Linked DNA regions of Mus musculus: regions 1 and 2 are each linked to region 3. A link is a contact called in public promoter capture Hi-C data. All regions are on one chromosome and are shown on one strand. Each heading gives the region's core, a stretch centred on a gene start, on an enhancer-like site or on the middle of the called end of the contact. The rest is flanking DNA. Distances are from core to core; before and after follow the strand shown. Region 1 has its middle 19 kb from the start of Gm40359. Region 2 has its middle 24 kb from the start of Klf14. Region 3 overlaps Cep41 (centrosomal protein 41).

Region 1 (3,511 bases), core at 903-3,402, 360 kb before region 3:
AGCAAAAAGGAGATAAATCTAAATGTAACTATGAGATAGAAAGCACTAAGGTTATAAAGTTATAAGAGAAGCGGAACACTTCATTAGTGAGTGCCCCGTGGCCAGCAATGTTACCCTGGGGTTACAGACGCAAGGAAACAAACTCAGTATGTCAGAGCCATGCTTACATTCCTATGATCACGGCTGCTCCAAGCAGTCCAGTGCAGACTGAGCCTGGTCCCTGGCGGCTGAGTGACAGGGAGGCGTACAGTGGATTGCTGTGCAGCCCAAAGCGAAAGGGATCCTGTCATTTGTCACAAGCTTGACCTGGAGGACATGATGCCAAGGGAAATAACCTAGACACAGTATAAACCCCGCAGTGTGCTCATTGATATGCAGAATCTACACGAGATGAAATCAGAGAAGCGGAGTATAGGATGGGGGTTGCTAGGAGCTGCGGAGTTGCTGGGGACATGGGAGCTGTTGGTTAAAAGATAGGAAGAAAGTTCTGGAGAGCCAGCCAACAGCATGACTACTATAGTCAATACTCTACTGTACATCAGAAATTTGCTGATAGCAGATCTTAAATATTCTCACCACACCTGCACAGATGTTTACTGTGATGGTAGATGATATGCTGCTAACTTGCTGAGGTGGTCATGCTGTCTGGCCACAGCCAAATTAAATTAGAAGTCAATGGTAAGAGAAGTGGAGAAACCCCATACATTAGGAGAACTTGAATTATTAACTCATAGAGGAAACCAAGTAAAGGTGTATATTACAGAAACCCCCATTTGTGGAATTATATAACTCTAACTATAAAATTTAAAAATTAAGCCATGGAACCTGGCATGGTGGAGCATACCTTTATAATCCCAGCACTCGGGAGGCGGAGGCAGGTGGAGTTCTGAGTTTGAGGCCAGCTTGGTCTACAAAATGAGTTCCTGGACAGCCAGGGCTATACAGAGAAACCCTGTCTCAAAAAAAAAAAAAAAAAAAAAATTAAGCCATGGAAGACAGACTATAGATTGTGTAAAAATGTATGCTTGATAGATAGATAGATCTGAACTAATTAAAGATTTCAATCAGAACTGAATTTACAGAGTGTATGCAAATTAGTAAAAGATAATCCAAATTAAAATACTCAAGCTATTTGGGAAACACTTGATAACGAGGATGGGGCGGTCAGTAAATACCTGAGAAGGCACTCGGTCTCATTATTCATCAGGGAGTTATGAGAAAAAACCACAGACAGGATACCACTTCACACCCCTTCGGATGCTGTTAAAAATAAAATAACCAGTTCACTCATTAACCACTGAGTCAGGGTTGAAACTGAGACCACTTTGGAAAATGTTTCAATAATTACCTTCTATAGGATGGAGGAATTCCACAGCACATCCCCAAGAGAAATGGAAGTCCATCTTCCGAAAATTACTTAGGCACATATTTATATATATTTATTCATAATAAACAAAGTCTAGAAATAACGAAATGTTCATCAGGCAAATAAGGAAACAGTGATATACTACTCCCCAGGGAGGTGGACCGGATTGGAAAGTTAAAGCAGGTTCTTGTTGTGCACAGCACAAATTAGTTATATATGGGGACAGTAGTTAAGTTTTTGTTTTTTTTTCTTTTGGTTTTATTATTATTTTTTTTAATCTTCAGTAGTCTTTGATGCAGCTTATATGAAGATAATTGTTGTTCTGTTAACTGAATACCACTCTGTAATTGAAAAAAGAAAGGAAGGAAGGGGGAGAGAGAGAGAGAGAGAGAGAGAGAGAGAGAGAGAGAGAGAGAGAGAGACACGGATTGCTGGTGTATACCACAGCATAGATAAGTCTTCAAAGGACATATTAGTCAGTTATCCAGAAAGGTGGGAAGAGACGTTGTATACATACGAATAGTTATAGATAACAGATAGGTAACTGACAGGAGTTGGAGAAAAGATGGGTGGGTGAGTCGATGTGATGTAGCTGATGTGGGTACAGACATAAAGAGAAAGCCAGAATTGGCTCATATAATGGCGACCGAGATGATATGTTGCCATATCCTCTGGTGGCCACAAGATGGCGACGTAGAGCTGCTGGCTCTAACTCAGCCTGAATCCAAAGGCTTGGAAAGCTGGGTGGGGGTGGGTAGCGTTGGCGCTGTAAGCCCTGGAGATGGCAGACCCAGGGAAAGGAAGCAGAGGCTGGCCTAGCTGAGAAAAAGAGGCAGCCTACCTCTGCACTTTTGTCCTATGTAAGCCTCAGGCCTGGATGACATCCACTACAACGGTGAGGACAGATCCCACCTACAGATCAAACTCAGTCGACCAATTTGATACTAATCTCTTGTAGGAATATCCTCATAGGCCCAGAGATCTTGTTTATGCTTTGGCCTGCCTTAACATAGTCAACCTGGCCTGTGAAATTACTGCCGTGTACAAGATAAATCAAGAAATCGGTCACAAACAGGGCTCACCCTGTGTAAGTCCTTTCCTACGAAGTTCACATGTAGGTAAGCTAATCTCTGGTGATGAAAATCAGAACAACTTCCGTGTGTGGGGAGAATTTACTAGAAAGTAGCACAAAGAAATTTTGGAAGATGATGAAAATATGTTCTATGTTGATTTGAGAGCTGTTTCATAGGTTGACACATTTGTCAAAAGTTATCAGTGTGTGTGTATATATATATATATATATATATATATACATGTCTGCATACTTCTTTGCATAAGCTCATTAAATCGGAATTTTAGGGCAGAGCAGATGGCTCTGTGTGTGAAAAGGACTTTGGTGCACAAATGTGAGGACCCGAGCTTAGATTGAGAAAGTCCATGAAACACTGGTACCATAGCACATCTACCGCAGGTGTGCCTCCTTTAAGATGGGAAGTGGAGACAGGAGAATCCTGGGATGCTCCAGCCAGCTAGCCTGGTGGATGAAAGCTGAGAACAGCTGATACTGTCCTGACCTCTACCCGCCCAGTGTGACACAGACATCTCTCTCTCTCTCTCTCTCTTTCTCTCTCTCTTTCTCTCTCTCTCTGCCTGCCTGTCTGTCTCCCCCACCCCCACCCCACACACACATTTAGAAAAAGTGTTTTTAAAGTAATTTTTGGAATTGAATCTTAAATTCGATCACAAATATTATTACATTAATTCTTATTTCTATAATTCTTCTGCATGGTTATCAGTGAAGCCACATGTAACCAGGGGTATATGTACCCAGGTCTTCTAAAGCTTGAGTGTAATTTTAAAGGCTTATTGTGATCAATAGGACCTAATTCACAAATGTAAATTAGGTGAGAATATGATTTAAAATTATAAACATTATCATAATATTTTTGAAGAAGCTGACAAATATCACCAGCATTGCCCTTAAAAAAATTCTGGCTTAAGCCCTGTTTTTCCTGTGTTTTGGCCACATGACATTTGATCACTGGTTCATATAACAGCAACTTTATAGTGTTTTCTCCAGAAAGATAACTCACTCTTCTGGTATAGCTAGTACAATTTTCGTTGTTTTTGAGCCAAGAGTCTCAC
Region 2 (3,301 bases), core at 476-2,975, 310 kb before region 3:
GGTGAACAGGAGAGGAAGAAATCTTAAGTGGGACAGAGAAATGAAATCCATATTACATGAAAGCAGAGAGTATTTGTAGAGAAACAGAAAGCGAGGAGTGAGGGGATGAGGGAAGACAGCTAGAGAGAGACAGATAACGACAAAAGAAAAATAACACCTAGGTATAAAAACTCCATAAACAAATGTGTATCTTTGTGTGTTAACTTTAAAAAATAAAAAAAAAATCAAAGTAAAAGAAATAAACTTTCAAATCATGGTGTAGATGCTTATGATAAAAATGGTAACATTGACTTTGGCAACACAGAGTTAAATGACCGACCATAGTCTTAAAAGAAGACTCAATTTACTGTTACAATGATATAAACTTTCTCCCAAAGAAATCTCTTTCTCACTAACTAAATACCAATTTTAACCATGAACTAATTGCTATTTTTAAAAGGTGTAATCATGTCATGTTCGTGTATTTAGTAACAGGAAACATCTCAAAAATCTATTGAGTGATTTAATGAAATTATGAAGCATAAGCAACATTTTGTTAAAAGTTAAATTATGCACATCCAATTGATTGTCTCTGGGTGATGGAACTGGGGAATAATTTTTAAAACCTCAATTGTATTTCCTAAAATTTCCTACAATAAACATGTAATTATATTAAATAGAAGAAAAGCCAATCAACATTTTTCTTTTTAAAAAACCGACATATTCTTTTGCCACATGTCTCCAGATCTGGCTAGAATTCTCTTGTTCTCACTACTGTGACATTGCAGATAGAAGGCCCCGCAGATATTCATCGTTGTCTAGTCCAGCCATGTGAGCTCTTCATAAGAAGCTATCGGTTGTCAGGACATCCTTCATACAAAAACACTCATACACAGCCGGCGCTCAGGCTCAGAAAGATGGAGCCGAGACTGAGGAAAAGGCCAACCAATGACTGGCCCAACCTGAGCCCCATCCCACAGGAGAGAGCCAACCCCTGACACTATGAATGATACTCAGCTATGCTTGCAGTCAAGATCCTAGCATAACTGTCTCCTGAGAGGTTTCATCCAACAGTGAATGGAAACAGATGCAGAGACCCACAGCCAAACATCAGGCAAAGTTGGGGGAGTCTTGTAGAAGAGTTCAGGGAAGGACTGAGAGACCGGAGGGGTCAAGGATACCACAAGAAGACCTACAGGGTCAACTAACCTCACTCAGCCCGTGGGATCTCACAGGGACTGAACCACCAACCAAAGAGCATGCGGGGGCTGGAGCTAAGCCCCCTACACGTTTAAAGCAGATGCAGCTTGGTCTTCATGTGGGTCCCCTAAAAGTTCAGGGTGGGGGCTGGGAATCTCTGACTCTGTTGCTGCCATTGGATCACCTTCCCCTAGCTGGTCTGCCTTGCTGGACCTCAATGGGAGAAGGACTTGATGTCCCAGGGAGGGGTGGTACCTAAAGGGGGGGGTTCTCCTTCTCCTTAGAGAAGAGGGGAGGGTAGTGGGGTGAGGGGTGTGTGAGGGTGTGTCTGGGAGGAGAGAAGGGAGGGGAACTGCGATCGGGATGTAAAATAAATGAGTAAATTAATTAATGAAAAAAAAAAAGATTTCTTGACTAAACTGAGAAAGTAAAAAAAAAAAAAAAAAAAAAAAAAGTAACTCCTTCTTCTGCCACTAGAGAGCACCATTTTGCCACTAAGACAGCGCCAGGAGCTTGACGCAAAGGAAAAAAAAAAAAAAAAAGCTTTTTCTTTTTTCCGTTTTCAACAGAAAAAGCTTCCACAAAGATTATCAAGTCGTCTCGAAGGGGAAATGAATGTAAACCCTTCCCAACAATAAAATGTCGATTCCAAGATGAGATAGCTTCTCTTTATCTTAGCTCTGGACACTATGTACTTTGTACCTGTGACATCCTTTTCCGCCAGATCCTTAAAAAGCAGTTTTACAGAGTCTCAAATTAGATCCTGTGTTTTGCTACCGCACGAAAGCAACTCTGTGTCTAAAGCGCATTTCTCGTTCATTCACCAGTCAGCTTGAATCCCTAGAAGTGTAAAAACACTTGCTACGTTGAATTAAAAGGTTAAGGTTCCCTTTCAAATCATGTGCCTCTCCCAAGAAAATCCAACACGGCAGAGTTCCAGATTTACAAAACACAAAAAATGATGTGATGGTTATAAAAACCTTCTTGTGATTTTATTGATGGTTTCAACACGAGTCGCAATGGAATGTTCTTCTGATTCACTTAAAACATGGTCCCCTGTTTTAAGAGTTAAAACGGCAGCCTGTTTCACAGGGATGCATGCGATTTGAAGACTGATCAGCCCTTGCTGATGACAGGAGACAGACAGACAAGTCCACTCACAGGAGAAGCAATTGCTTTAGAAAAAGATGTAAGCGGAACTGTCTGATACCTAAAACAGGAGTCTCGTAGATGTGGCTCTGCTATTATAAAAGCTGGGACCCATGGAGTCTAGAAACAACCAGTAAGTCTCCATCACTAGCCTGCCCCACCCCAATAGCTACCAAGTCCAAATTCCCACTCCCCAACTTACTGATCTTTCTGACTTGATCAGTGCCCAACTCCTCCAGGCTTCCTGTTCCCTATCTGAAACAATGAGACTTCTTTTTTGTTTTGTTTTGTTTTTTTGTTTGTTTGTTTATTCGAGACAGGGTTTCTCTGTGTAGGTACTGGAACTCACTCTGTAGACCAGGCTGGCCTCGAACTCAGAAATCTGCCTGCCTCTGCCTCCCAGTGCTGAGATTAAAGGCTTGCGCCACCACTCCAGGCTACAATGAGACCTCTTGCATAGGAATCTGGAGAGGGTTAAAGAAGACCTGATACAAAGAACATTAAGTGAATGCTACATTGTAAACACTCAAAATAGTCACTGTTACTCAGAATCTTACTGCACAGATGACGTAGGAAATGCCTAAGACATCATGCTGGCAGCGGGTGAGCACTAGGTGTGGGCTGTTATTATCTTGTGAGAGAAAGGCACTGCATGCTCACGGAGTGTTTGATCCCCTTGAAAGATGTGTCATCCTCACGCAAATGTGACATGAGACATCCCACTCTTGGGAAATGTGCAGGTTCCTGGACTCTGATTCCAGCACCAGGCAAGGCTCCTTCTGCTAGTAACGCAGCATTTTACAGAAATACCTGCCAAGAGGAATATAAGGGGCAGCTGATTTGGGTATATAACCTGTAGTTTAGGACACAAAATAAGCTCACGTCTCCACTAATGTTCGATTTGGAGAAACCATCCTTGACCACATCCAGTTTCTTAGCCACAAACTGTGATTTTCAAGTGTGCTTTCCCTGT
Region 3 (3,509 bases), core at 564-3,063:
TGTTGTCCCTTTGATCTATATATGTAGCCTCTTTCCAATACCACACAGTCTTGATGAATGTAGCCTCACAGTAAACTGGATACCTGGGGTGGGTTAGCCTCATTATTCTCATTCCATTCTTCTTTGCAAAATTCTCTTAACTATTCCCTTGTCTTTCCATATACATTTTAGAGTCATTTTATTCACATTTATAAAAGGGCTGACTTTTTAATACAAATTATTTATCAGTTTGGAGAGAATTAACATTTTAACTATGCTGAGAACGATTGGCCTGTTTTCTGTTTCCGGGGATTTGCCTGTTCTGAGCACTGTATAGTGTAGTGCATTCCAGGCACACTCATGCCACAGCCTAAGTCAGCTCTCCACTCCTTTCTGTTGCCAAATAATGTCCTTTAAAATGGGTGTTCCATACTTTTTGGACATGGTGTGTTTTAAAAGCATCAGTATATGCAAGTTTTTGTGTACGTGTGTTTCTAGTTCTCTTGTGTATATATTGAGGAGTTGAATTACTGGCCATATGATACTTCTTTTTTTCTGAAGACATGCCAAATTTTTCTAATCAAGCCATACCACTTTACCGTGCCATCAGCAGGGTGGGAGGGGTGTGTCCTCTCCACACCCTCACCAGTGCTTGGCCCATCGTCTTGGTTAAGACTGCCACGATGGAGTATCTTACTCGATTTTAACTTGTGTGCTACTGATGACTAACGATGATGAACACCATTTTGTGTGCTTACTGGCACTTGTATATTTCCTATGGAGAGATGTCTATTCAGATGATTTGCTCATTTTTAAAAGTGGTTATTTTTCCACATTGTAAGTTCTTTTGTTTATTCTGGATACTAGACTCTTAACAGAAATATGATTTTCAGATGTATGCTCCCATGCTGTGGGTTGTCTGGGGGTTTTGTGGGACTTAACTAAAGGGGTAAATTATATCTACCCATCTTCCCTAGAAGCAAAAGTCTCTCAAACTAGTTCTATAATAGCTTTTGGAAGGGCCAAAATGTGCCTTATTGCTTCAAGCCCCCAAATATTTTATAGTCAGTGTGGGAACAAAATCCTGCCCTAGCATTTGATTTGGTGTGTGTTTCACATTTAGCCATCAATCAGCTTTAGGGAGAGATCTCTAGTGTTCGAGTTTTCAAATATTTTTGTGTGCGGAACTTGTGGGTTATATGGACAGCCTGCCAGCCTTTGGGGACTCTCGGGTACAGCAGCCCTGAACACTTTATTTTGCCCAAATGTTAGCATTGCCATAGGTAAAAGTGTTGAGGAGTCCTCCTTAAGAAAGCACTAAGAGGGACCTGAGAGCCGTGCTGCAGGGAGAAGGTCTCACCTTGGCATGGTTTTTAAGCTCTGCAGCCAGAGACATGGAAATGGGCAGAATGATTGAGCAGTTCTCATCTCTAGGCTAAGTAGGTGAGCCTTTAATCCTTTCTTGTGAAATAGTGATTAATTTAGAATCATTCATGCACACACAAAATCAAGAATTCTGTGGCATGTCTTGTATTCTTGAAAGGCTGCTCCCTTCCTTTTGGAAGAGGCTCTTTTGTCTCTGTCCTCCTGATCCCACGTCTCACAGAAACCTGCACCCTGGTAGCGCTGTGGCTGACGTCTCAGAATTACACGAGCTTCCAGCACTGCTTTGTGCCCGAGGTGCCTAGGTGGATCTCCTCAGGCCCTCCAGACCGTGCCTGGGGCTGGCCTCTGAGGCTCCCTGAGGGCATTTTGCCCTGTCCCAGCTCTGTGTTCTGCAGCCACAGGCTGCACTGAGAGAGTGCTCCAACCCTGCTCGTCTTGGCTCATTGCAGAGCCGTCGCCCTGTGCTGTTTTCAATCTTAGGCATGTCTGCAGCTCTAAAATCCCGCAGCCCTTCTCCACTAGTCTCTGTAGCATGAGTTTCACTTTTGTGGGTGTCACCTTCCTTTTGTTACATCTGCACAACTAATCATTTCCTTTTCTCTTCATTAGTCTCTACTTTTCCTGAATATTCGCTAATAGTTTTGATCTTAAGCACTCAAGCTCATTACAGGCTACACGCACTTCATTTTTATTTGGTATTTGATTTGTCAAAGGAAGGAATGTATGTGAAAGGCTTTTACAAACCAGAAAGCTGTAGACCCACATATAACTCCCCTGGGTTAACAAAGGCTCACTGTGCCTCTTTTCACGCTTCCTGCTTCTTCTGAGCCAAAAGAACTTCTCCATAGAGGAGGGAAATATTGAAGAAAAAAAATGAAGCCGTGGAGCTGTCTCTTAGCAACTGAATTCCTGCCTTATAAATCTCACCCTCTCTAGATTACTGCTGCTCACAAGCATTAGCTTTTGTTACATGCTCAGTACAAATAACATTATTAAATTATAGGAACCCAATGGGGAAAAACTCAAAGCCCTGAGTCACTCGGTGGATCGATTGTGCTCCGGCTTTGCATAGGGCTACTGATGGACTTGTTTCTTTCTCTTGATTCAAATTGGGGAGCTCTTGTTAGATATCTTTCATTGCAACTTCAGTGGTAAACAAGGCAGAAACCAAATACCACCTTAGGCATTTCTAGGCTACCTGAGTCGGTGGCTTATACGTGTACCCTGTAATATAATCGTGTATCAATCAAGTTGTACCTCATCATTTAAAGAAAGTCAGAAAATAGGGTGTGTGAAACACAAGCCAAATCCGAATGGGATCATTTACATTATAAAATAACTTACCCTAAGGACTTTTAAGACAGCAGAGTTTTGTAGTCTGTTCCACCCAGCCAACGTTTTTTAGTGTCTCCTACACGAGAACACAGGAGTGAAGCTTGTGAGCGTGCTTATGGATGTGCACAGATAAATAGCCTTGGGCTTTCTGTTGAAGAAGGTAGATAAGGCAGTCCAGACAGTGATAAATGCTTGCTGCAGGAATGCGGGCAGAGAAAAGCTACTTCCTGGTGGATAAGCCAGTGTAGGGACATTAGGAAATGAAGGTTAGCCGAGCTCAAGGAAAGCCATTAAGACTGTGCTGGAAAAGCCGGCAAGCCGCTGGCACCCTCCCCACTCGAGCTAGGAGCTCCGTTCAGTATTGGGCAGTGGACAGCTGCTGAGCTTTTAGTTTCCTTTGTTTGGCTTTTTAATTAGTCTTATTTAGGAAAATTTGGCAATAATACTTGATTTTTTAAAGTCTTAAAAGATTAGTTCTCTGATAGCTTTTCAGGCTCCTCTGGTATAAAAGACATGTTTGTAAATAAATGACCTATGAAGTTCCTCTGTTTCCAGTAATTTTGTTGCAATTAGATGTAGTAAGACAAAGCACTTACGTGACACACTACTAGCAAACGGGTGATAAAGTGCCACTGTTCATACTTACTGAGTCGGTCACAGGGCCTGGGGGCAGTCCTCAGTGTCTCCTCTCTCCAACTGAAGCCCTGTGGAAACTCTCCACTGTCTTCTCCATACCTGGAGAGGAGCGAAAGGCTGGAAAGAAAAGAGCCTTTGTTACTTTGTTACTACCTCTTTTAGATTTGTTCATA

The links. Promoter capture Hi-C pulls out the DNA fragments that hold promoters and counts their contacts.
Region 1: a contact with region 3 is called in a promoter capture Hi-C map of hippocampal neurons, with 2.6 times the contacts expected there. The contact joins two enhancer-like sites. A contact is called at or near these places in 6 of 39 promoter capture datasets (the C10 cell line, cranial neural crest, frontonasal cranial neural crest and 3 more), 3 of 484 Hi-C or Micro-C datasets (cortical neurons, myocytes and uterus), 1 of 115 datasets of contacts at active chromatin or transcription factors (embryonic forebrain) and 1 of 9 other capture datasets (embryonic stem cells).
Region 2: a contact with region 3 is called in a promoter capture Hi-C map of hippocampal neurons, with 2.4 times the contacts expected there. The contact joins two enhancer-like sites. A contact is called at or near these places in 8 of 39 promoter capture datasets (the C10 cell line, the HPC-7 cell line, cranial neural crest and 5 more), 2 of 15 datasets of contacts at CTCF or cohesin (the NIH/3T3 cell line and large pre-B cells), 2 of 484 Hi-C or Micro-C datasets (bone marrow-derived macrophages and muscle stem cells), 4 of 115 datasets of contacts at active chromatin or transcription factors (craniofacial prominence, embryonic limb bud, forebrain and 1 more) and 2 of 9 other capture datasets (embryonic stem cells and liver).

What each region holds. Positions count from the first base shown.
Region 1 is chr6:31,031,767-31,035,277 of GRCm38.p6, reverse strand. No RefSeq gene overlaps it. Among named protein-coding and RNA genes, the nearest start is that of Gm40359, 19 kb to the right of the region's middle. Within about 2 kb of position 2,152, at least 54 of the 459 cell types and tissues checked have an H3K27ac peak or open chromatin away from gene starts, as enhancers often do. A contact at or near this core is called in cortical neurons and hippocampal neurons, where this site is marked.
Region 2 is chr6:30,981,220-30,984,520 of GRCm38.p6, reverse strand. No RefSeq gene overlaps it. Among named protein-coding and RNA genes, the nearest start is that of Klf14, 24 kb to the right of the region's middle. Within about 2 kb of position 1,725, at least 29 of the 459 cell types and tissues checked have an H3K27ac peak or open chromatin away from gene starts, as enhancers often do. A contact at or near this core is called in hippocampal neurons, where this site is marked.
Region 3 is chr6:30,673,810-30,677,318 of GRCm38.p6, reverse strand. All of the region lies in intron 2 of Cep41 (centrosomal protein 41), which reads left to right. It overlaps Gm13782 (a long non-coding RNA gene), which reads right to left. Exons shown (of 5, transcript XR_377397.3): 3 at 3,347-3,453. Among named protein-coding and RNA genes, the nearest start is that of Gm13782, 8.0 kb to the right of the region's middle. Within about 2 kb of position 1,813, at least 148 of the 459 cell types and tissues checked have an H3K27ac peak or open chromatin away from gene starts, as enhancers often do. A contact at or near this core is called in cortical neurons and hippocampal neurons, where this site is marked.